5 separate regions of the Mus musculus genome follow, and all the other regions are linked to region 1. Evidence: chromatin contacts called from public promoter capture Hi-C data. All regions are on one chromosome and are shown on one strand. The core of a region is the stretch at or near the end of the contact, and the rest is flanking DNA. Distances in the headings are between cores, read along the strand shown. Region 1 holds the start of Scube3 (signal peptide, CUB domain, EGF-like 3). Region 2 holds the start of Tulp1 (tubby like protein 1). Region 3 overlaps Anks1 (ankyrin repeat and SAM domain containing 1). Region 4 holds the start of Rpl10a (ribosomal protein L10A). Region 5 overlaps Anks1 (ankyrin repeat and SAM domain containing 1).

What was found. Promoter capture Hi-C pulls out the DNA fragments that hold promoters and counts their contacts. Capture Hi-C pulls out chosen DNA fragments and counts their contacts.
Region 2: a promoter capture Hi-C map of embryonic stem cells shows a contact between it and region 1. The contact joins the promoter of Tulp1 here to the promoter of Scube3 in region 1. A contact is called at or near these places in 5 of 39 promoter capture datasets (cranial neural crest, embryonic stem cells, liver and 2 more), 2 of 484 Hi-C or Micro-C datasets (both in embryonic stem cells), 2 of 115 datasets of contacts at active chromatin or transcription factors (embryonic stem cells and pancreatic cancer cells) and 3 of 9 other capture datasets (adipose tissue, liver and pancreatic islet).
Region 3: a promoter capture Hi-C map of hematopoietic stem and progenitor cells shows a contact between it and region 1, with 2.4 times the contacts expected there. The contact joins the enhancer-like site here to the promoter of Scube3 in region 1. A contact is called at or near these places in 4 of 39 promoter capture datasets (cranial neural crest, hematopoietic stem and progenitor cells, hippocampal neurons and 1 more), 1 of 15 datasets of contacts at CTCF or cohesin (large pre-B cells), 4 of 484 Hi-C or Micro-C datasets (the G1E-ER4 cell line, beige adipocytes, cranial neural crest and 1 more) and 1 of 9 other capture datasets (adipose tissue).
Region 4: a promoter capture Hi-C map of adipose tissue shows a contact between it and region 1. The contact joins the promoter of Rpl10a here to the promoter of Scube3 in region 1. A contact is called at or near these places in 1 of 39 promoter capture datasets (neutrophils), 2 of 115 datasets of contacts at active chromatin or transcription factors (embryonic hindbrain and embryonic stem cells) and 3 of 9 other capture datasets (adipose tissue, liver and pancreatic islet).
Region 5: a promoter capture Hi-C map of hippocampal neurons shows a contact between it and region 1, with 2.0 times the contacts expected there. The contact joins the enhancer-like site here to the promoter of Scube3 in region 1. A contact is called at or near these places in 17 of 39 promoter capture datasets (the 3T3-L1 cell line, the C10 cell line, the HPC-7 cell line and 12 more), 36 of 484 Hi-C or Micro-C datasets (the AML12 cell line, the AtT-20 cell line, B cells and 27 more), 5 of 115 datasets of contacts at active chromatin or transcription factors (the HPC-7 cell line, embryonic stem cells, oligodendrocyte precursor cells and 1 more) and 3 of 9 other capture datasets (adipose tissue, liver and pancreatic islet).

The regions. Positions count from the first base shown.
Region 1 is chr17:28,139,292-28,144,176 of GRCm38.p6, reverse strand. It overlaps Scube3 (signal peptide, CUB domain, EGF-like 3), which reads right to left and starts at 1,868. Exons shown (of 22, transcript NM_001004366.2): 1 at 1,567-1,868. The coding sequence starts at 1,651.
Region 2 is chr17:28,363,184-28,368,068 of GRCm38.p6, reverse strand. Tulp1 (tubby like protein 1) reads left to right here and starts at 2,853. Exons shown (of 15, transcript NM_021478.2): 1 at 2,853-2,998; 2 at 3,112-3,163; 3 at 3,503-3,584; 4 at 3,686-3,838; 5 at 4,231-4,383. The coding sequence starts at 2,952.
Region 3 is chr17:27,935,921-27,940,805 of GRCm38.p6, reverse strand. All of the region lies in intron 1 of Anks1 (ankyrin repeat and SAM domain containing 1), which reads right to left. Among named protein-coding and RNA genes, the nearest start is that of Anks1, 29 kb to the right of the region's middle. Within about 2 kb of position 2,330, at least 64 of the 459 cell types and tissues checked have an H3K27ac peak or open chromatin away from gene starts, as enhancers often do. A contact at or near this core is called in adipose tissue and hematopoietic stem and progenitor cells, where this site is marked.
Region 4 is chr17:28,326,279-28,331,163 of GRCm38.p6, reverse strand. Rpl10a (ribosomal protein L10A) reads right to left here and starts at 2,693. Exons shown (of 6, transcript NM_011287.2): 1 at 2,546-2,693; 2 at 2,279-2,353; 3 at 2,117-2,197; 4 at 1,642-1,790; 5 at 467-639; 6 at 131-334. The coding sequence starts at 2,550. The coding sequence ends at 164. Fance (Fanconi anemia, complementation group E) reads right to left here. Exons shown (of 10, transcript NM_001163819.1): 10 at 4,590-4,885.
Region 5 is chr17:27,998,131-28,003,015 of GRCm38.p6, reverse strand. The region is part of intron 11 of Anks1 (ankyrin repeat and SAM domain containing 1); the gene reads right to left. It overlaps Gm35290 (a long non-coding RNA gene), which reads left to right. Exons shown (of 2, transcript XR_003952249.1): 2 at 510-1,951. Among named protein-coding and RNA genes, the nearest start is that of Gm35290, 6.7 kb to the left of the region's middle. Within about 2 kb of position 1,970, at least 73 of the 459 cell types and tissues checked have an H3K27ac peak or open chromatin away from gene starts, as enhancers often do. A contact at or near this core is called in the C3H10T1/2 cell line, cerebral cortex, cortical neurons and 3 more, where this site is marked.

The DNA.
Region 1 (4,885 bases), core at 619-3,118:
TGCAGACACTGGCTCCAACTTGAAAGAGGCCCTTATCTTGTCTCTAGATTACTGCACGAAATCTGTTCCTTCCTCAGACTAAACTCCCTAGCTAATTCCATGTTATGAGTAAGTCAGCATGCACTACAAAAGCCAGCTTTGTTTACGAAAACACACAAGCAAATCCTCTGTGGGGAGAGGGGCTGTTCCAGGCGGCGGCAGCAGCGGGCTGTCTGGTACGAAGGCTGCAGAAGCGGCAGTTTGAAGCTGGAAGGAAGTGAGGGTGGGGTCTGGTACTTGACAGCTGAGGGGCTCTCGTGTTTGGTTATGTTAATGGACAGGTCTGAGGGGGCAAGGGAAGAGGCAGTGTTTTGGACGAGGAGGGAGGTGTTAGCTTAGCACCTTCTACCAACAGTGAAAAGCTGCTGGCATAGCCCAGTTTAAGATTCAGCACACACACCCCGCCCGCCCCCCCCCCCCCCCCGCCCCCGACACACTGACCCGACTGACTGACTGCCAGACAACTCGACGACTTCCTCAACTCCCAAGTTCAACTTTCCTCCTGACTCAGACACCTCTTCATCCCTGGCTGGCTTCAGGAACCCCCAGGACAATAGACAGAATCTACCTCCCCAGGCAAAATCTTGCTAAGAGGAATTTTCTTTTTGTCCATATAAATCTCTTTTGGGTGAGGACAGCGTGGGGGGAGGGGTACAGCAGGTCAATGGGGGGAGGGGAGGCTGTCCCCAGAGAACTGTGGGACACCAGCCTGGTTTCTGCCAGCGCAGCCTTGGGACTGGCTGGCCCAGGAGCGCGGGGTCAGGGACCGGGGCAGGAGGGCCTCCCAGTCTCCCTCTAATTCCTAGAGGGATCTGTCAGAGCTCCCAGCCTGGAATTTTACTTTGTTATTTTAATGCAATTCTAACCTGGATTTAAATGGAATTGGAAACCCCAGGCCTTAATAAATAAATATTATGATAAGAAATGAAAGCCATGCGAGACGAAAGGGATTCCCCCCCCCCAAAGGCAGAAACGCAACGTTCGTGCCAGAAGGCAGTCACAGACATTTTCTCCTACTGCTCCTACTATTCTGTGACAGGCAGTCGGTTTCACCGCGAAAGAGGTGTTTTTCTTTAACATCCTTCGACTTGATAAGACGGTAACTTCGAAATTTCGGCCTGACTCTGCCTCATGCGGGCAGGGGAGGAGGTTACGAAGCGTATAGCAGAGTTGAAAACTTCCTTCCCTCAGTCTCAAGCTCCAAAGTGGAGTCCCTGGCAATGTTTGAGAGAAGATTCTCTCTGACCTCGGAGGAAGATGCTAGATGGTGGCAGGGAAGCCGGCAGAAGTGCATGCATGCTCCTTTCTGCTGGCCGCCCCCCTCCCCAGGCGCTATTGCCTGTCGCGCAGCGCCCCGAGGTCTAGCGTCCCTGTGCCCCACTGGCCGAAGAGTCGGGGGGCACAGGGCCGGGTCCTGACAGCCACGCACTTCTAGACACCTGCCCTGGTGGCTCGGGCCCCGCCGTCCCGCCGCCCCTCTGTCCCGCCGCCCCGCCGCCCCACAATCCCGCACCGCGCCTCCCTTACCTTGCGCAGCTTTGCCATGCTGGGCGGCGCGCGCGTGGACCAGCAGGAGGAGCAGGCAGAGCCCGGGGACGCGCCCCGAGCCCATGGCCTGGAGCTCCGCGCGGCGGGGCCGCGGGGGTGTCGCAGCCCCGGGGAGGGCGCGAGGAGGAGGGGGAGGGGACTGGAAGGCGCCCCGCGGAGGCTCCGGGCTGGGCGTGGGGAGCGCGCGGTGGGGAACGCGGGCAGGCGCGGGGCGGCGGCCCGAGGGGCGGCCCGGGCTATCGCACCCGACGCCCAGCTTCGCCCGCGGGGAGCTGTAGCCTGAGAGCGAGCGCGCAGAGCCGGAGCTGGGACCTGAGAAAGGGGAGGGGAGACGTAGCGCCTAAACACGCCCTTTCTGCCTCTTTCTTCCTCCCTTGCTTTCTCGTCTCCCGGGCTCCGTCTGTTTTTCTTCGCCTTTCTCCTCCTCCTCCTCCTCTTTCTCCTCCTCTCCTTGCTCCTTTTCGTTTTCTTCCTCCTCCCCTTCCCACTGCCCCTCCTGCTTCTCCTCTCCGTCCTCCTCCTCCTCCACCTCCTTTTTCGTGCCCTTTTTTTTTTTTCTTTCAAAGGGGGCCTCGGCGTGGCGGCCGCTCCCCCTGCGCGCCCGGGCGCGCGGCCCCCTCCCCAGGCTGCCGGGCCGCTGCCTGCAGGAATTTACAATCCGGCGCTGGGGGAGCGGGCCCGGTCTCCATGGAGACGGCTTCCCCGGGAGCAGGGAGGTCAGGCGCAGACCGCGCACAATCAATGGATCAATGCAAGCCCCCGCTCCGCTCCAGACCAAACAGCACCGGGGCTCCGGCTCGTCCGCTCGTTCCCTGTGGGGAGCTAGCGGGGGAGCCGAGGGTGCGCCCCCCGCGCTCGCACGTCAGGAGGGCCGAACGGCGAAGGTCTGCACGCGCACCTCGGCGGGGAGACAAAGAGGGCGCGAGGTGTCGAGAAAGCTTGGAAGGGCTGCACCTCGGAACAGAGATGGGCTGGGACTCCGGTCCAAGGAACGTCCTCCGAACCTTTAGCCCTAAAGTCACTCCCACCCTCTGGACACAATCCTCATACTCAGATGAGTCCTGGCTAAAACTGCCCGGCTCCAAGGGCAGGCTCTGTGGGCGTTGAAGGTAGCCCGCTGAGACGCCCTTCTCGGCGTGGCTCCCATATGCACTGTCTAGTGCTCAGCACACCGGTAGAAGCTACCCCACGATCATCTTTGGCACACACAAAGGCTCTGTACAATCTCTCCAAACCGGCTTCCAGTGCTAACCTCACTGGCAGCAGAGATTAGGTTTAAAGTAGAGACACTCTGCCGATGGAGCAAGTTCCCCTGGGTCCTGGACACTGTCCCCTTTCCCCCTATCCCTTTAGTCGCTCTGAGCCAATTGTACCAGGCCTCAGAGTCCTGCCTGCTTCAGAGCCAATTTTGTGCAGGAAAAAAAAAAAAAATCCCAGGGTACCCAGGAAAACTGGGCAATGACCAAGGTCTCCCTAAAGATGACTCAGTCCTCAAACCCTTGGCATTGGCAGCGGGCTTCAGCTGGGGTGGGGGTGGGCTCTGTAAGCAGACGCCTGCCTACCCTGGAGAAGAGTTGAGCCCTCCCTTTAGCAGGGATTAAATGAAAGGGTAAGAGAACGAACAGAGAAAGAGGCTTTGACTTCCCAGTTCCAGCTCCTGAGAAGCCTCTTGGCTTCCGGTCCCATCTCGATTGACCTCAGTTTCCCCAGCTAGAAAAGGAGGATGGGTTTATTGGGCCAGAGGATGCTGAGGGGACGCTGCCCCTGGAAAGCCAGGAAGAGGAACCCTCGAGGCCCCTTGTACAATGCGAGAGATGGCGCGGGCGAGGTGAACACACAGGTCATGGGAATGGAGTGGAGGCCACAGAAAGGTTGGTCAGATGACCCCCCTACACGGTCCCTCCCAGCCCTGTCACTCCTGAGATTCCTTCCTCCCCCATTCCTCTGGTAAACCCCTCCCTCTGGAGCAGCCTTGCCTGCTGCCACCAATTATGTGGAAGCTGGAGAACAAGTTCAAACTTGTCATTCTCTTTGCCCCAAACAAGGGTGGGGGGGGATGAATTGAGGGTAGCCAGACAGTGCCTGGGGAGAACTGGAGAGAGCAGAGAAGCCCCAAGGTGGGGAGGGAAGATTGTCTCCCGCCCTGCTTGCCTTCATCTCTGCCTTCTTGGAATCCTGAGTGTGCACCCTTCTCCATCCTGAGGCAGGCGGGGTTTGCTGCCAGCCCACTCCTCCCACCCCACAGCTAAGGTGGGCATGGAGGACTCTCCAGGAGCTTGAGAAGAGTTCCTGGACCCCCTGAACATCGCTGTCCTCCTGGAGTTTTGGGTGGGAGTGGCGGTGAGTAGCCAAGCCCTTCCAAGCTACCCTGTCCTCTGGAAGCCCTGTTTGACTACAGTCCCCTTCTCTTCCCACTTCCTAGTTGCCCTCTGACCATCCCCTCTGCTCTCTACAACCCAGGGGGCTTCTCCCAAGCATCTGCTCTATGCCCACCCCCACCGCACTCCTCAGCCCTCTAGAATATTCTACTCAGGTAGTAGCAGGGGGTCTAGCCTGGGCACTGTGAGTTGGGGGTGAGGCCACATTGCCCTCTGCTCTGTCGATTAGCACAGTTTTCTGCAAACTCACACTTAGAGCACTAGGAAGGAGCACTGAGCTGTGTGTGAACAGCCTACGACGGAGCATCCAGTTTTCCCCGGCCCTTCCCACTCACTACTCAGCTGTGTTTTTATTTTTATTTTGGTTTTTGGTTTTTTGTTTTTTCGAGACAGGGTTTCTCTGTATAGCCCTGGCTGTCCTGGAACTCACTTTGTAGACCAGGCTGGCCTCGAACTCAGAAATCTGCCTGCCTCTGCCTCCTGAGTGCTGGGATTAAAGGCATGTGCCACCACTGCCCGGCTTCAGCTGTATTTTTAAAATTTACCTTTAATTAATTAATTTTGTTCACTATCTCCCACCTCCAAGGGCTGCCATGGCAGGTGGCCGTCCCCATACCCAGGAATGCTGCCATCTGATTTCAAACCTCATCTTCCTTGCTTTGTGAGATGTATTTCTTTCACAAACTTCTCTGGTAAGAGCAACCTCTGGGAGGCACCTAGCTGATGTATCCAGGGTTAGATCCTTTTAGGGGCACCCTTATTCGAACAACCATACCACATGCAGGGACCAACCCTGCTCTGTCACCGTCACGGTTCTCAGCCTTGGCTCCAAGGCGAAACCAACCCATGGCGCTATCCTGACAGGCGGTAGTGTCCCCGGCAGAACAGGTACAAGCCAGAATGGGCTATCCCATCACCAG
Region 2 (4,885 bases), core at 1,604-4,103, 220 kb before region 1:
GGGCAGTGGTGGCACACGCCTTTAATCCCAGCACTTGGGAGGCAGAGGCAGGAGGATTTCTGAGTTCAAGGCCAGCCTGGTCTACAAAGTGAGTTCCAGGACAGCCAGGGCTATACAGAGAAACCCTGTCTCAAAAAACCAAAAAAGAAAAAAAAAAAAAAAAAAAAAAACCAGGCCCATCGTAGGTGTCATCTGGAGTTACTGAGAGAGCAAGCTATGTAGCTTTGGGCAAGTGACTTAAGTCATGAGTCATGGGTGAACTTGGGGACCAGGCAATGTCTGTCTTCTGAAAGTTGATTTTTAGAAAGCAGCTAAATTTATGTGGAATTGAGTCTGGTGACTAAGGCCAGGCAGGGATCTGGTTAAGAAATGTCCCATTGAGTTCAAAACAAGGTGTAATTATAGAGACCAAGCCTGTCTGTCCTGCAGTCCAGGAGGTCAGCAGATCAAAGCTCCTGACGCCTGCCTATCTATGTCCCAGACCTGACTCTCGGCCTGCGCTGGACGCTCAAAATCCTAAAGTCACCTCTGACCCACCTGAGTCCCCTTCCCACGCCCCAAGCCATTAGCCCTCCGAGGTCTGCTTTTCTCAGAGTCCCCTTGGGACGGCCCCTGCCGGGAACTGGGGAACTAGGGAATTAAAATGTCGATGTCAAGGGGAGGGAATTTGAGCACATTCTACTCAAGATGACTCAAAAAAATTATACATTTTTAGTTTTAAAGTTACATTTGTTGCCTGTGGAGGGGGTGTGTGTGAGTGCCCTGGGACACACACACTCCTGGAGGTCAGAGGTCAGCTTGTAGGAGTTGGTTTTGGCTTCCCAGCATGTGAGTTCTGGAGATCTAACGTAGGTGTTCAAGCTCTGCAGCAAGCTCCTCTTACCTACTGAGCCATCATCTTACCAGTCCTTGGATTTGGTTTTGGTTTTTAAGATTTTTATTTTTTAAAGATTTATTTATTTATTAAAAGGGTTATTTTATTTATATGAGTACACTGTAGCTGTCTTCAGACACCAAAAAAAAAAAAAAAAATAGGGCATCAGAATCCATTACAGATGGTTGTGAGCCACCATGTGGTTGCTGGGAATTGAACTCAGGACCACTGGAAGAGCAGTCAGTGCTCTTAACCACTGAGCCATCTCTCCAGCCCAGGATTTACTTTTATTAAGATTTCTTGAGGGCTGGTGAGATGGCTCAGTGGGTAAGAGCACCCGACTGCTCTTCCGAAGGTCCAGAGTTCAAATCCCAGCAACCACATGGTGGCTCACAACCATCTGTAACAAGATCTGATGCCCTCTTTTGGAGTGTCTGAAGACAACTACAGTGTACTTACATATAATAAATAAATAAATCTTTAAAAAAAAAAAAGATTTCTTGAGGGACTGGAGAGATGACTCAGTGATTAAAACTGACTGCTCTTCCAGAGGTCCTGAGTTCAATTCCCAGCAACCACATGGTGGCTCACAACCATCTGTAATGAGATCTGATGTGTGTCTGAAGACAGCTACAGTGTACTTACATATGATAAATAAATAAATCTTAAAAAAAGAAAGAAAGAGAAAGAAAGAAAGAAAGAAAGAAAGAAAGAAAGAAAGAAAGAAAGAGAGAAAGAAAGAAAGAAATCAAACCCTGGTCAAGATGTGTGTTGTGTGCAGTGGGCCCTGAAGAAGGGCACCCAAGGAGAGTACCGAGTGTCTGCTGTATGCGGCTTCTCCTCTGTCACCTCATTTCCTGTGGTTCCACAGGGCTATTACACCTATCTTATATGTAGGGTGATGGGGCGGCAGCTCTTCAGTGACACACTCAGGGCTGCCTCCAAGTAACCCACACCTCCCAGCACACCAGGCTGTGGGTGACCCTTGTGTCTTGCTGACTCCCTTCCTGATCTGGAAGCTTTGGGGACCCCTTAACCCAACCGCTTGCGATACATCTCTCAAGTCAAGCCAGCAAGGCAAGCCTGTTATCCCACACTAAGGAGGTGGAGGCAGGCATATCCCTGGGAATTAACTGAAGGCTAGCCTGGTTGTCTATATAGCAAGCTCTAGATGAGCCAGGGCTGCATAGTGAAACCTTGTCTTTAAAAATAAAAGGAGCCAGGCAGTGGTGGCGTGCACGCCTTTAATCCCAGCACTTGGGAGGCAGAGGCAGGCGGATTTCTGAGTTCAAGGTCAGCCTGGTCTACAAAGTGAGTTCCAGGACAGCCAGGACTATACAGAGAAACCCTGTCTCAAAAAAACAAAAAACAAAAAAAACAAACAAACAAAAAAAAAAAAAAAAAACAAGAAAGAAAGAAAGAAAGAAAGAAAGAAAGAAAGAAAGAAAGAAAGAAAGAGAAAGCAAGCAAGCTGTGGGAAATGGCTTAGGCAGGGCACACGCTGCCACATGCTGCCACACGCTAGAAGGAGTTGTCCTCAGGTCCTCTTTACACAGGAAGCAGGCCATGTGTCCCACCTACACATGCAATAAATAAATGTAAACATTTTAAATGAGCGTGTCTCAGGCTGAGTATGGTGTCACATGGTGGCAATCCTCACACTCAGGAGATTGGAGAGTCTTGGGTTCCAGGCCAGCCCACACAGGAAGGCCCTGGCTACAGAGTGAGACCCTGTCTGGGAAAAGGGGGAGGCAAAGACAGTCTGGAGGGCCACTCTGGCCTTTTACTCTCCAGCACCCCGCACCACTGACATCTTAGGTAGCAAAGTGAGGTGGGTGGAATATCCTTTTCTTCCCGGCCGCTGTAGTGAGGAGAGCTGGGCTCCAGAGCTTCCCTTCAATGGTTCAGCCAATGGGGCTAGAACATCTTATCCTTAGAGGTGAGTCCTGGTGGCCTCTTGGCCCGGAAGGTGGGGAGAAGCTGAGCCGAGATTAGCTAGGAAGGAAGGGAGGCTGGGGAGCGGCGAGTCACCAGAGAGAGAGAGAGGGGTGGTGGCCGTGACAGGCACACAGACGCAATGCCACTGCAGGAGGAGACCCTTCGGGAAGTGTGGGCCTCAGACAGGTGGGAGCCCCACATCGCCCCACCTGAACTCCAAACCCTAGTTTCTGGGCCGCAGTAGGGAGGGGGAGAGTAGACGGCAAGAGAGGAACAACCTGGTCCCTTTGTACCCTCAGCGGCCATGAAGAGGACTGCTTGAGCCCCGAGCCCCCGCTGCGCCCCAAACAGGTGTGTCACCCGGTTTAGGGATTGGAAAAGAGGTGCGAAGATATTCTGGTGTGCACAGGAAACAGGGCTGCCCGGGAGAGGTCCTCTCGCCAGAACCCTGCAGCTCTTAGCTTGAAGAGTTTAGAAGAAGAAAGGGGGGTTAGGATGTGGGGTGCCCAGAAGGACTTGGGGGGCTTTGAGTCTTGGAAGTGACCACCATGCGTGGATAGGACATTCACCCAGAGCAGGGGCTGCAACACCCCTTGGGATAATCCGTGGCTATTTCTGGTGGCTCCAAGGGATTAGAGGGGGATGGGAGCCCTAGAGTCCCCTCCTCTCCCCATGACCCCTATTCCGCAGCGACCCGCCCAGGGACAGAAGTTGAGGAAAAAGAAACCCGAGACCCCCGACTCCCTGGAATCCAAACCCCGTAAAGCTGGGGGTGAGTCCTGGGGCGGGGGCGCGCGAGAAGGTGCGGGCGCGGGAGGCTGAAGCGGGGACCCCCCAGGCCAGGACCCTGCTGAGCCCGAGGTCTGGCCCTAGCTGGGCGCAGGAAGCACGAGGAGCCGCCCGCAGACTCGGCAGAGCCGCGCGCTGCGCAGACAGTCTACGCCAAGTTCCTGAGGGACCCCGAGGCCAAGAAGCGGGACCCCCGGGAAAACTTCCTAGTTGCCCGCGCCCCAGACCTGGGAGGCGGTGAGTGACTGGGAGGGAGGAAGAGACGGTGCCAGCTGGCCTGGGGAAGCAGGTATCACCCCAGAGCACCCAGCCCGGGGGGCGGGGGTTTCCCTGCTCTTCCCCGCCCCCGCTACAATATAGGGAAACTGAGGCAGCAGGAGTCCAACCTTGAGCTACAGCTAGTAGCCTTAAGTACCCCAGATGAGTCAGAAGCAGCTGCACAAGAACAAGTGGGGACGGTGGGAAGTCAGATTGGGACACACAGGTAGACAGACGGATCAGGAGGGAGAGTGACGGGGAGGGAGCCTGAGCAGGGTGCCTCCCACCGCAGCCCACTGTAGGAAGGTGCTTGGAGTCCTGCAGGGACTAAACCTCTGGAGCCTGTTTTATCGGAGAATTTCCCTCCACAGAGGAGAATTCGGAAGAGGATTCGGATGATGATGACAATGATGATGATGAGGAGGAGGAGGAGAAGAAAGAGGGGAAAAAAGAGAAAAGCTCTCTGCCCCCCAAGAAAGCACCCAAGGAGAGAGAGAAGAAAGCCAAGGCTCTGGGCCCAAGGGGTAGGTGCAGGGAGCACCCAGGAGCCCATGAACAGGCAGAGAGTCCTCTGGAGGGGCGGGCGGGATCCCAAGGTTGCCCATCACCTTCGACTTTGTGAAGAGTCTGCCCCCTTCCCTCCCCCCTCCACACACTGGTGGTCTCTAAGGAGATCAGTTCTCAGGGCTGTTGCAAACCACAGAGGTACGCCCAGGAGGAGGACTATGTGTGGTGGTTTTTTTGTTTTTGTTTTTTTGTGCGGGTTTGCTTCACGTAGATTGCGTTATGCTTTTTATAAAGTAGATAAAAGTAAAAAAGAAATCTGTGGCTAAAGACGCTGATGGCGCCAGGCCTGGGCGCCTGCCCAGGAAGGTCAGGTCAGAAATGTGGGGGCCGCTGGAACCGGGGCTCTGTGCTAAGGGGCTGAGGAGGGTCCTTGCAGGAGACGCTGCTGAAGGAGGATTCAGAGGCTCCAGCGAAGGCCTAGCGTTGTTCACCCGTTCATTCCGTCCCTGCCTCTTAAGC
Region 3 (4,885 bases), core at 1,081-3,580, 200 kb after region 1:
CACACTTCTGTGCTAGGGACAGCAGTGCTAATTAGCTACTGTGTGCCACTCACCATTCCAAGGGATCTTTGATTACTAGATCCTAATAAGAAACACATACAATTATCTCCAAGGAGACAGAGTCCCAGGCTAACTGGCCCAAGGTCACAAAGCAGGGACAACCAAAACAAGCCAAAACCCTTGACACTTGTATTTACAACAGGCTTTGTGTTGCACCAAGATCGTAAATGGCAGTGGGACCCACCCGGCCACGCCCCAAGCTGAGCATTAGGAGTGCTTAGACAGCGGAAAGCCAGGCCAAGCCCCTAGTCAGACACTGGTTCTGGTGCCTAGCAGCCTTCAGAGCAGCTTTCCTTCTCCTGGGAGCTGGAGAGAAGGGCCAAGTTCCACAGCAACACAGCTGGGAAAAGCCAGAGCACCCTTTAAATGACACTAGACTGCTGACAGTGTCTACAAGTGAGGAGTGGACACACCTCATAGACACGGAGAGGACACATTTTATGTCCACACTGCCCAGGCTCCAGGGCTCTGAGCTCTTACGTGCCAAGTACTAGTTTCAAGGTATAAAAGCAGCTACAGACAAATTGGAGGAGGGTCACAAAACAACTGAGAAGGTCCTTTGTGCAAACTCAAGGCAGTGGGGAAGGCTGTGTTCTCCAAGCCTCTGAAGATGCTGCTGTGTCTCTTTTTTCTGAAAACACATCTCTTCACAGGCAGATGTTAGAACAGAGGTCAGTCCTGCCTTAAGTTGTTGTTGTTGTTGTTCTAATATGCAAACAAGTTGGGTGTGTCGGCAATCGCCTTTAACCCCAGCATAAGAAGACAGAAGCAGTAGGAACTCTTAAGGCCAGCCTGGTCTACAAAGCAAGTTGTAAAACTGCCAGGGCTACAAAGATAAACCCTGTTACAAAAGAATCAAATAAAATAAAAATATACAACCAGAAGGTCTGTGTGCTGCTTCAGCCTGTAACCCCATTACTTGGGGAAGGTGTGAGGGTGTGTGTGTGTGTAGTCAGAAGGATGGAGAGTTGAGCATCACCCGGCACTATTTGGGAAAGAGAAGAAAAAGAAAAACTGCAATACAAATAGAAAATTGAAATGTAGTGATGTTAACAGGCTGGAACCCTAGTGATTTGTGGATAACAAGCAGACTTTTTGCCATTGTGACTAACTAGCATAGCCCGCTACTATTAAAGCCAGAGACTCACAGTAAACCTTGGCTCCTAATTGCTTGTGTTTTCTTATTGGAAAAACATTCAGAAGAAAACATGTTTTACCCAACAGTGTATTCTGACAGAAAGTCTGAAACAAACTAGCCCTTGTGTGTCCTCTGTGCTACTCTGATTGGGGGGGTGGGGGAGGAGACACACAGGGTGAGATTAACTATTTTTAACTTTGGGAAAAGAAGCCACTAAAATAGATGTTTTTTCTTCTCTCTCTCTCTCTCTCTCTCTCTCTCTCTCTCTCACACACACACACACACATACACACACACAAACACACCCTCTCACACACACATACTGCTGGCACAGTTCCCATCATGCTTGCTGACTGTCCATATCTTGTCTGTGTTCCTGACACACTGCAACCGCAGGGAACAGGCCCTAGCCACTGCACATCTATAGAAAAGGCTGGAACAGCAGCTGTAGGAAGAGGGAACCCGTTAGCGCCAAGTCCTCAGCAGGGCAGAGCGCGCCATAAAGCAGGCATCAGGTCAGAGCTCCCCAGCCTCCTACACTAGAACCTCAGCATGCACCACCAGGCCTATGAAACTCTTTGGGGTGGAAGGATATGGATCATGTAAACAAGGCTGGTTTTGAACTCCTGGTTATCCTGTCTCTAACCTCTGTAGTGCTTCCTGCTTCATGTACATCACTCCCAGGGAGGCATATTAGCACTTAACTCTGAAGAATTCATAGGAACAAACCCACAGACTGGCTAGAGCCTGGCACAGCAGGCTTACTGAGCATCATTTCAAATGTTCTGTGTATCTTCAAAAAACTCCTGATTTGGGGGGGGGGGGGGCGCAGGCATCAGGAAAACAATTTCAACCTCTTAGTTCTGAGTGGGCGAGCAGACCTACTCTTCAACAGCTACTCCAAAGCATTCTATTTAGCACATGGCAAAGGAAAGTCTAGCAGACACAAGGAGAGGACTGCAGCCAAGACACAGACGCTACAGACTTCAACAAGCTGGCGAAACTGGACAGGAACAGCAAACAGGAAGTAACAGTGAAACGTAATAAATGCCATGATGAGAGACATAAGCCAGGCTCTGGGTAACAGGGAAAGGCCTCCCTCCCACGCAGGACGGGAAGACCTTCAGTAAGCACTAACACAGAGGGTGCCTTTCAGCAACCATTAACAAGAAGCTGCGGTGTGCTGTGGCATCTAACTCAGCACCATGCTGGGGAAGTGTGAGCTTGCCACTCTGAAAATGAATCAAGCTTCGGGGCCACCCCAAGGACTAAGTGCCCTATAGCTGCCAAGCTAGGATTTGAACTGGCACGGCTTGAAGTTGCGAGGTGGCACAGAAAATGCCATGGGCAGAGAGGCGTGTGTACAGGTCTCCTGTTGGGTCCAGAGAAGGCACCTGTTAGATGAGGTGACCCTGTAGCATCCCATGCACGGGAATGGTGAGCTCAGTGAGAGCTGTGAGCCAGACTGCAGAAGCCCAGCAATGCAGGAAGGCAGGCCACGGTCCCAATGAAGGAGCCCTGAGTCAGGGTTTGATTTCCTGTTGGAAATAATAATCCTCAGGGGACCTTCACCGGAGACTAACTCCCAGGACTTCCACAAAGGACCGGGCGCCGTACGGTTTACCAACTACAACCAACTCTTAGATTTATTTAACTTTCTCCTCTTTCTTTACTGTGGTGTTGAGGATGGAACCACAGCCTTGCAGAAGCTAGGCAAGAGTCTTACCACTGGGAACCAACTTAAAAACAGTATAGAAACTTCAATGCACGGGAGCAACTGATCAACTCCACACTTAGAAGGCTAGCTTTGTGGTGATCCGTCAACCAGGCACATGTTCATTACCTTGTTCTTCACCACTGAGGAAGCAGCAGAGCACTTTTAACTGGGCTGTAGACAGCAGCGAACAGCAGCCCTCTCGGGAGACCATGTTTTCTGGGATGGCCTCCGTAAAAGGACCCACAGAGGCTGCATGCTGTGTTCCTCCTCCTAAGTCTCTCCACCAAGTGCTAAGGTGCACTGGGATGGGGTGGGGTGGGGTGCGGGTGGCAGCCATATTGGCCCAGTGTCTTCTCCCATGCACAGCACAACTGTAAACCTAAAGTTTAATGAGCACTAACAATGGCAGGCTCTGCTAGAAACCCTGCCAAATGAGATCCCTTGCTCCTCACATCCCTGCAGATGACTCGCTGGAAAGGGAGGGGACTGAGGAAGAGGGCTGTAACACTCTGCTAACAGGGAGCTGGCTTAAGAACCACACTCTCCCATGTTAAGGAACCATGCGTGGCCTTGCCTGCTCAGGACTCAACAGCCTTTGACTTTCAGTCAGAAGCTACACACCAGCTGCCTCAACACTGATTTCCTGATGGCCACACTCAGTCTCTAGAAACAGGGAACTGACATGACCTTAGGGATTTATGGTAGGAAAAGAGACCAGAAGGGCTTTTCTGGAGAGCGCCTGAGATAGGAATGGAGGGGGAGAGTCAGGCTCTGTAGGAAGCCTAATAACTATGAGCAAAGAAAAAGCCTCCTCTCTCCAGGCCCACAGTCCTACAGCTCCACAAGTTGCTCAACAGCCCCTGGGCTCCATATTTTCTATACAGGGCAGCCAGGGCCAGCTGGGCCGAGACCCTCTTAGCTTTAGCTGTAGAGGAGAGGCCAGGCCAGAAACAGGGCCACAGGCTACATGTGCAGTCTGCATTAACAAGAAGTCTACTGAAGAAAAGCAAAGAAAAAAGCCCCTTATGCCACGTGTCGTGGCTCACACCTTGGCAGGAGCAGAAAAACTGATACGGGTAGCCTAACAAAAGTTTTATTTTACTCTGCTGAGGGTCATCACACAAGGATCACACTCTAAACTTCTAACTATGGTCCTACGCCTGTCTCCCCGACGCCGCTCACCTGTGTGATGTATCCTAGCTGAGGCTCAGGTCCAGTCTCTAACAGAAGTCTCTGATTCCATGGTCAGGATCCTGGGGGGAGATTCTTCAGCCACAGGGCAGATCAAGATGGTGCCTGCACATCTGGAGAGATGTACAGAGCAACGCATTGCTCTTGGTCTCTCCTCATACTCTGTCCAGTGCGCATCATGGGGTTCAAGGACTGTGTCTGGTCACCTTGAGTAAGTGAGGTTATTTGGTTCTGGTTATGGGACAGCCTTGACTGTGGTAGGGTTCCTAAGCTATTTTTACATGTCTAAAAGGCTTTTTTTTTTAATTAATTAATTAATTAATTTATTTATTTATTTATTGTTTTTGTTTTTCGAGACAGGGTTTCTCTGTGTAGCCCTGGCTGTCCTGGAACTCACTCTGTACACCAGGCTGGCCTCGAACTCAGAAATCTGCCTGCCTCTGCCTCCAAAGGCATGTGCCACCACGCCCCGCTTTTTTTTTTTTTTTAAACCATGCTCATTGCACATCTGAAATCCCACCACTCAGTAAGCTGAGATGGGGAGATAATTTATAAATTGGAGGCCAGCTACACAGTGGGTACTATATGAGTCTAGGCCAGAGTCAGACTCAAGAGAAAGAGACAGAAGGGTAGGACAATAGAGCAGGACAGACTGACCAACTGACCAACTTTCATTTGGTTAGTGTGATAAATACAGAATAAGATTGGACAACACAGCATTTCATTTGCAACACAAATTCTTCTCTCAAAACTAATTCTCTCCATTTGGTGGTTATAGG
Region 4 (4,885 bases), core at 1,444-3,943, 190 kb before region 1:
TCTACCCACGAGGGGGTTAGAGGTACCTCTCCCACCACCTGAGAAGCATTGTAGACCCCTACAGACCCCCTCTCCCAGCTTTGGGATAGTGGCCTCACATGCCCTGCCCCCAATCACAGGCACACCAAGGCTGAGTGGCAGCAGTGAGGTTTATTGGAGCATCCTAATACAGACGCTGGGGCTTGCCCATGGTGCTCTTGATGTACAGAGCCCGCACGTTTTGCCAGTTTTTCTTAAGCAAGGACACCAAGAAATTGACAGCCAGATGAATGTTGTAGACTAGCTCATCATCGGTCATCTTCACGTGGCCAACAGCGACGGCCAAACACAGCACCTGCATGGACAGAAAAGGTCACCAGGCTAAGCTAGCATGTACCCTTTCCCCCAGTGAAAAGGCTTAACCCAGGGCTAAGGCACCCAGACCTAGCTCTTTCTGGTTTCCCCACCACACACCGCCCAGACTGACCTTCTTCATCTGGAACTTGATTGTCGATTTCACCTCATCCACTTTGGCCACCATGTTTTCATTGTGTGTCAGCAGGGAGGGGAACTTGCCAGCCTTGTTTAGGCCTGGGCCCAGGATACGTGGGATCTGCTTAATCAGAGACTCAGAGGCCAAAAAGGCATCGTACTTCTTAGCTAGAAGACACAGACACTCAGGATTGAGCCAAAAAAAAAAAAAAAAACCAAAAAAACCAAAAAAACCAACCAAACAAACAAAAACCACCAAAAAAAAAAAAAAACAAAACAAAACATTTTAAACAACCAACCCATCCTTTACAACGAGAAGGCCAAGTTGCCTCCTCAGACCCATGACTGCTGAGTAGCTCCACCCTCAAGTCCTCACAGAGGTCTTAGACCAGGATGTCCCACAATCCCTGGTGTGCTGCATAGAACTGAGGGGCTGTGATGGCCCCCACCCCTTGGATTCACTGTAAGCCTGCATTTAAATTGCCTCAAACTATGGACTGGAGAGATGGCTCAGCAGTTAAGAGTGCTGCCTTCCAGAGGTCCTGAGTTCAATTTCCAGCAGCCACATGGTGGCTCACAGCCACCTGTAATGGGATCTGAGGCTCTCATCAGCCTGCTCATATACATAAAATAAAATCTTAAGAAAAAAGCTGTCTCATTATCTGTCAAAGGTGGACCAAGGCCAGCTATCTGAGAAGCCTCAAGCAGGCCTGGGAACCATAATGTCACCTGAGAACACAGCTCAGTGACAGGGCACAGTCCTGAGCACTTCTAGAGGATAACCTTAGACCCCAGGCTGGCAACATCAGTAAGACTCAGTATTACTCCAAATCTTAAGACAGATGGAGAAACCTTCTATCTATAAAAGCAGGCATGACAACTGCCTAGCTCACAGTGGATAACTATTCCCAAAATGTATGCGGAGACAGGGGCTACCATGGAGGCTAACACGTGGGAGACACTTGTGACCCCTCCCTCGATAGGTTGTTAACTGAAAAGACTTGAAACCCAAACCAATAGCTGGCTATGAGTCAACTGCACACACTGGCGAGAGGGGAGTATCAGACCAGCCTGTGGGGCATTTTCTAACTGGTTGTGAAGCCCAATGTGTGCTGCCACTCCTGGGCAGGGGGTCATGGGTTGTGTTCAGCCCTAGTGAGCCCCACCTACCCAGCTTCTTGACCAACTTCTTGTTTTTGTTAAGCTTCTTGAGCGCCTCGATGTCCATGTGGGGGATATCCACGGCCTTGGCTTCATCACAGTGCTGCTGGTCCCCCAGAACGCACACCGAGAACTTGGGGCGTGGGGTGGACTTGAGCCTGCGTTTGGGAGGGGAGAAAACAGAACAGGTCATGGTCGGCGCTGGCCATCCCGCTAGATCTGAACGCATGGCAGGGAGCGGCAAGCCTTACCCGGAGCTCTGGGCAACACTAGCCTGGCTTCTCAGGCTAGGCGGCGGGCTCGGCCGAGGCCTCCCCACGCCTCCCCTCTTGTTTTAAGACCCAGGGTGGGGGTCCGTCCAGCCTGCCTGCCTGCAGCAGGGCTCCTGAACTACCCTGGCACGTCAGTGTCCCCGTGCCCGCCTAGGGCGCGGCCAGGCCACACGGGAACACTGAGGGCTGGGTGGGGTTAGAGCGGTGCCAACCTGACGGTGCCCGAGAAACGTTTGTCCTTCTGAGGGTCGTAGTTCTTCAGGCTGATCTGCAGCTCCACCGTCTCCAGAAACCTGAGCGAGAGGGGAGCTGTGAGCCAGGGTCGCCATGGCCGGGGATGCTCGCCCTGCCCCGGGAGGGAGGCCCGCGCTCACTTGCGGCGCTTGCGCTGGTTCCCGTGCAGGACTTCCCGCACCGCCTCGTACAGGGTGTCGCGTGAGACTTTGCTGCTGTTGGGGAGAAGCGAAGGCGTTCGGGGCCGGCCATGCTGCACCCCGGGCCCGATGACAGGCCCACGGCACGCTGGGGAAAGGCTCGCGACGCGGGGCAGTCGCCGGGAGAGCCTCCGAGACGGGCCGCGGGGCGTCCGCGGGCGTGTGGGTGCACGGATGGCGGCGGATAGCGCCACGATAACAACTTACCTCATGGCTGCGGCTGCCGCGGAAACCGGAAAGAAGGCAGAGCGCTTTGCGCATGCGCTCAAATAGAGCCCGCGTTCTCGCGAGAGTTGCCCGTTACGGGCACGTTCCGCGCTCAGCCAAGCCGGAGAGGCGCTGCAGTTTGCGGCCGCTGGGGGGGCGCCACCACGCGGCTGCACCGTGAGAACCGCTCTAGGAGCAGCAGGCAGTCCTGCATTGGGACAAGGGCTGAAGCCGGGCCCTGGGATTGGATTTCTCCCTGCTTTCTATCTTCTGCCTGCCCCATGACTTCCAGTCCCCGGCAGAACCGGTCTCCGTCATCGCCTAATTTGGTGATGAGCCCCGCAGAGCCACTGGGCAGCCGCCCCCTCTAGCCGTGCATTGTGCAATGGTCCGGCCACCGCATGTGGGCAGAGGCATGGATGACAGGAATAGCTTGAGGAAATGACCCTTGCTGAGATCTGCAGAACGGGAAAGCGCCTTGTGACTAGATTAGGATCAGATGTGCCTGGCTTAAGCCTAAGCCTCCACCTGGGAGGAGGCGCCCACCAGTCTATCCTGGCCATCTGTATAAACCGCCCCTGATTCAGCCTCCGGGCAAGGTGGACTTTGGACAAATGCCCCTGTCCTGTCTCAATTAGTTGGCATTTCAAACAAAGTCGTTCTTGTTACTTGACCCCGGTCTTCGCAGTTAATAGAGAGGCGCCGGGTCAAGGAGCGTTTGCAGGGAGCCTCCAGATCTGGAGTGACTCATTTGGAGGCATGTCACCCTCTCTGGGAACAAATCACAGATGTAGCCAGCACCCACCATTTCCAGGGAGCAGACCTACGAATAGCTCATCTCGCCTGAGCACACACACAGCAAACAGCAGGCAGGATGAAGCAGGTTCCCACAGGGTCAGAGCAGAGCAGGCAGGTTGAAGCTGCAAGTGCCATCCACACTCTAAAGGCCATCAACATGGTGAGCGGCTGACGTCTGTCTCTTAGACATTGTTCCCCTTGCTTCTGTAGTCAGATTCAGCTTGTTCTCAAAAGCCAGACCTTCTCACTGGACTGACCTCCTTGCCTCCCTGGAACAGGGACTCAGAAGCACCCAGAAACCTCAGTTCCCCACCCACTGCAGGGCTAAGGTAGGAGGATGCTGTCATGAACTTTCTCAGGCTAATTCAGTCACATCAGTTTGGCAAATTTTTGTTTCTTGGCATAGCCCCGACTCTCTTGGAATTCGCTCTGTAAACCAGGCTGGCCTTGAAATTAGAGATCTGCCTGCCTCGATCTCCTGAGTTCCAGGATTAAAGGTGTGTGCCACCGTGCCCAGCTGTGTGCTAAATATTTTTTGAGTGAGGTGCTGTGGAAATACAGATGTCACACAGGTCTGCAGCAGGCACCCTGTGTCTTTTCAGCCCATGGTGGGTTAGACATCCCTCAGATCCCAGTCCAAACCTTTGCTGCAGCTGAAGACAGAGTTCAGAGTTCTAGCAGGCCTAAGACTCCGGCTCAGCATGAAAACAAAAGTTATGGGTCCCAAGCCCACCCTTGCCCTCAGTGTAGTCCTTGACACTCATCAGGCAGCTCTGACAGACCTGCTGTGATGGGAGGGGTGGGGGCAGGTGAGGGAGTAAAGGGGGTTCTGGGAAAGTAGCCTAAGAATACAAGTGCTTGTTTGGAAGTTCTTTGTATCTGACATGCATATGTTTGTACACATTTGTGCTGTGCATGCTTGAGCACTCTGGGTTGCAAACATGCCAACACACACACACACACACACACACACACACACACACACACACACACGGGTCAGAGGTCAACCTCAGGTGCCAGTCCCTGCCTTCCATTTTGTCTCCGGCTAAGCTGGCCCTGTAGCTTTGGGGGACTCTCCTGCCCCCACCTCCAGCCATCTCAGCCACACCCACAAACTTATTTGAGACAGGGTCTCTCTCACATAGCTTAGGCTGGCCTTGAACTCCTGTGCGGTTGAAGATGACCTTGAATTCCTGATTCTCCTGGCTCTGCCTGAGGGCTGGGATGACAGGGCTGAGCCACCAAGCCTGGATGGACTGTCTTCTTTTTATTAAAACTGTTACAAAATTACTCAGTTCAGAAACAAACAAAACAGAGGAGGTCACAACATATACCTGAGCACAAAAGGCTCACACTGAAAGGCCAGCTTTTCTGCCCACCTCCCACTCATCCTCCACAGCCCCTGTATCCTGATGTTGTCAGGAGTGGTACCCAAGGCCTCCTCTCTGCTCCTTGTGGAGTCAATATGGCCCCTGCAGAGCCTGGGGTGTTGGGCAGAGGCAGCTGACTCCTGAGATGGCTGTGTGTTCTGAGACAAGCAGT
Region 5 (4,885 bases), core at 721-3,220, 140 kb after region 1:
GGGCTCTTCCCCCACCCCCATTACACAGGGACAAAACCAGCCCCAACCTGAAGCTGAGTCTTGAGTTACAAACAATGAGGTGATCAGGGGAAACCACCCAGCATGGTGCCTGTGCTAGGCAGGCACTTAGCCCAGGGAGCCACTGCTGTCTCTATGTCATTCTCTATGCACAGCCATGCTCAAAATCCTCTGTAAGGTCACGGCCCACACAGAGCTTGGTTGACTTTCCTAACTGTTAAGGGGATGCTTTCTTCCAAGCAGTCCTGAAAGCAGGCTGAAGAAAACCAAAGCTGGAAGTCCAGCAGCCTTGAGACTTGGTTCTGCGTGCTAACAAGCAATCCCTCCCTGTGTGCCCATGGGGACAGCCCAGGTCTGGGACTTTAGACTGCCCCACACCAGGTCCTGGTGACCTCACTGCACACACTGCCATTTCCCCAGTCCCCTGAGGAGGCTATTCACCACCTGTCATAGTTCCCTGCCCCTCATACCCCTGCCCTTCTCCTTAACAGCCTGGCCTGGATCAAGTTCCTCCTGCTGTGACACCTTCCCTAGCAAGCGACCTTATGGATGCCTGGCCTCTCTGCCCCATGGCTTTGGACAGTTCCTACACTGGGTCTTCACAACCATTTGCTTTCTCTTCTGCAGCTGCTGCAGTGCTGAGCCTGCTAGAGTCTCAAGGAAGAGCTAAGACTGTCATTACTCCAGATTCATCTCACCCTTCTGCCCCCCCCCCGCCCCCGCCCCCGGGTTCCTTGCTAAGCTCTGCATCCAGCTTGCTTCCATGGCTTCCCAACAGGAAGCTCTGCTCTGTGCCCATGGCACCTTAGGATTCTTTACACAGATGCTGATGCTTCGAGAAGGCACAGGACTCTGAAGGTCCCGGCCAAAAGAGAGTGAGCAGGAGTTCAAACACAAGCCTCTGCCCTGGCCTGGACTTCTTACATCTTTCTTCTTTCCTGAAAGCTCTGATGTCACCACCAGAGTGACTGTCTCTTCTGTTCCGGAGGACATGACACAGTCTCCCAAGAAGGCAGCAAGCAACACAGCCGTCCTAAGGGCTCCCTTCTGTCACCAAGACAGAACCCAGGAACTGTTGTTCCTTGCGATCTGTCTCAGAGAAGCACGGCCCCATCAGGATTTACCAGTGGCCTCCCAATCACCTGACGCTTTCCTAGTCTTTGTCCTCTAGCTCCGTGTCACTGGACATAGTGGTAACTGGGCTCACATGCTTACTTTCCTGCGCTCCCCTGACCTGGACTTTCTAGCCACCTAGGATAAAGGGCGTGGCTGTTGCTTAGGGCAGCTTCACTCTGTGGTCCAGGCTGATGTGGAACTTGTGACCATCTTGTCCTAGCTCCCCATGCCTAGCCTTTAAGGCTGTTCTTTTTCAAATTTGCCACCTCTTCAGCATGATTGCACTGAAGAGGCATACCCAGCTTTTGGGGACTACCTTCCCAAGGCTTTCCCCTTCCCGTGTCAATGGCTAGAAAGTGAACGGACGGCCACCTGGGCTGTGACCAACAGGTCCTGAGAACACAGACTTCCACCCAGCCCTGTGCTCGTCTCTGCTGAGGTCATTCAGCTCCTGGGATCTTCAGCATCTCTCTTAGTCATCAGGACCACATTTCTGGGCATTGTGGGCATAATTCACACAGTGTTCTCCTAGAACGCAGGCTGGACACCTCAGCACACAGCCCTGCTCACCCATACCTGGCCGCACCCCTGTCACCTTACCCCTCAGACTTGTCCCACTCCTTCCTCCTCCCCTGACTTCCTCCTGCCCCTCTGGGAAGAATCCTGGCTGCAAGCTGTTCCTGCCTCTGGCTTGTTCCAAGCTAAGACTCCCAATTTCTACCCTTCAGAGCATGTGGCCCCCAGGCTGCCACCCCACTCCTCAAGTTTCAACAGTACCGCTCTGTCTCTGGAATAAAGACTGACATTTGAGAGCCAACCTCTAGGACAAGTTCTCTTTGTTCCAGGCTACTCTCCACCTCCTCCCTCCCTCCCTCCACCCACTGTTGTGTGCCACACCCCTGCCTGGAACCTTGGTCATCTCCCTCCCCAGCCTTGGCCTACCAAGTTGAAGTCTCTATTTCAGGGCTTGGCTCAGACACTCTCCTTATAGAGCTATCTCTGATCTCTTGTGTGAACATAATTTGTCTCACTTTTGAACATCAAACTGCTTTTATTTTTTAAAATCACTTTCATGTGAATTCAACATATTCTGCCCCCTTACACATTTCAACTATTTTTTGTATTTACCACCCATGTACATATCCATATAATTTGTCAAAACATTCTGTGGAAGGAAATACAGAGCCACTACTCACAAAGCTTATTTGATGAGAGGGAAAGTGAGCTGTCCTAAGCCTGCAGCAGCAGGAGGAGGGAGGCAGCCAGAGGCCTGGTTTTGTCAGAAGCCTGAGTCAGAAGCTGGGGAGAAGATGCTGCTCCATGAGACTCAACTGCCAAGCTGTCTGTTCACAGAGTCACAGAGGCGTGCAAGCGCCTGCCGTGAAAAGCCAGCCTGGGTCTTCAGGGAGAGACGGAAGGGCCTGAGGACTGGCATGACCTTCTCTTTCTGAAAGCTGAGTAAGGGGACTCCCTGCTCAGCCCTGGAGAGGGGTCACCAAGGTGACAGGAGCAGAGAGAGGACTGTAGACAGAGGACAGGCAAGAAGACCAAAGTCTTCTCACTCAAGTGCAGCACGGCTCTGGGGAACATCACCCCAACCGCACTATGTGCATTCCCATGCACGGCTGTCCTCATGCTCGCTCACCACTTCACAGGCCCACAGAGTGCCCAGGACAGCAGTGTGACTAGTAGACCTCCTGGCTACTTTCCTATGTGCTACCCAACCTGGAGTTTGCAGTCACTGAATGTCAGGCTGTCTCAGTTCCTGATCCCACTCGCACATGTGGCCGGCCTGTGTCCGTCACGTGACTTCCCGCTGCTCCTCTCCGGCTTCAGATACAGTGTAGCAGCTACAAGGAGGCTGGCTGCTCCTCTCCCCCTTCAGATACAGTGTAGCAGCTACAAGGAGGCTGGCTGCTCCTCTCCCCCTTCAGATACAGTGTAGCAGCTACAAGGAGGCTGGCTGTTCCTCTCCCCCTTCAGATACAGTGTAGCAGCTACAAGGAGGCTGGCTGCTCCTCTCCCCCTTCAGATACAGTGTAGCAGCTACAAGGAGGCTGGCGGCCACGGGCACAGCGAGGGAGCTTCGCAGGCGCTTTATCTCTACTCACCTGCTGCTCACCTCCCAGCCTCCCCTCTCAGGGCCACCTGTCTGCCACATCACAGTGTAACATCTGAGATGCTCTTCAACTCCCAGACTTAAAAGACCCTCTGGCCTCTGCTCTCCAAATAACAGGGACTACCGTCGCATGCACTACCTCAGGCAGACACCATTAATTTTAAAAAAGAAAATTAATTGTGAAAAAGAAAATTGACAAAAACAAAACACCAGCCACAAAACCATAGGCATGCCAGAGACTAAATAAGCAGGAGTGCACATCTTCAGACGTGAAGGCATTTCCCAGTTTTGGTTGTTATTTTGTGTGTGTGTGTGTGTGTGTGTGTGTGTGTGTGTGTGTGTGTATGTTTTTCGAGACAGGGTTTCTCTGTAGTAGACCAGGCTGGCCTTGAACTCAGAAATCCACCTGCCTCTGCCTCCCCAGTTCTGGGATTAAAGGTGTGCGCCACCACTGCCCGGCCAGTTTTGTTTTCTAAGCACATGTTTGTGTGCCTTTCACACTGCAAGCATGTGTACATGTATGTACAGCTCAGGTCCCGTGAGACTGGGTCTCTTACTGAGCCCAGGGTTTTAGCATTGGGCTAGGAAAGCTGGAAGGTCCTCGTGTTCCTACCTCCCTGGTACAGGGATTAGAAATTCTTGTTATCAGCCAGGTGGTGTCATCAGAACGCCTTTAATCCCAGCACTCGGGAGGCAGAGGCAGGCGGATTTCTGAGTTCGAGGCCAGCCTGGTCTACAAAGTGAGGTCCAGGACAGCCAGGACTATACAGAGAAACCCTGTCACGAAAAAACAAAAAAACAAACAAACAAAAAAAAAGATTTGTTTTTTGCAGGTGCCCAAAAAGGACAGAAGAGGGTCCTGTGTCTCTGGACTGGATAAAATGGCTGTGAGCAGACTGATGTGGGTGTCAGGGGCAGACCTGGGTTCTCTGCTGGAGCAGTGTGGTGTCTTAACCGTGGCTGGGCCGTCTCTACAGCCCACTGTCTACACAGTCTATGCTGTTAGCATCACTGTGACAGTGCATTGTGGGGTGAGTGCAGTCCTGGAGGGGTGTGTGTGTGTGTGTGTGCGCGCGCACTCACATACAAACAGCATGCCTGCAGCAGCATAGCTGACAATGGAGCTGAGAGAGAGGATCTTCAGCAGTGCCAGAGGAAGAACTGGCTGACACTTAAGAACCAAGACAAGTGCTGTACAAAAGGCGGAGTCTCAAGGTGGCTTGTCACATGCGATTCCACACTGGGTTAAGCGAAGCATGACTATCTCAGGGCCACTACTTCATGAAGGTAGCAATGGCAGGCAGGGGCCATGTTTACACAGCTCAGAACAAAGACAGACAAAGCCTTAGCATACCATCTCTATTTCTGCAATGTTTGTTTTTGTTGTTGTTGTTGTTGTTGTTGTTTTCCTTTTTAGTGAGTATATACCAGTATAATTAACAAGACAATCCAAAAGCGTCTCCCCTTCCAGCCCACACTACAGGCCCAAACTCTGTCTCATCAATGCTGACATAAACATAACCCTTGGAAAACAGATCAGTCAGTTCATAAAAGCTGCATACAGAGATGACATGAATGGAAAAGGAGAAAGGAATTATCCAGTAGCACTGCAGGCCACTGCTGCTCACTTCT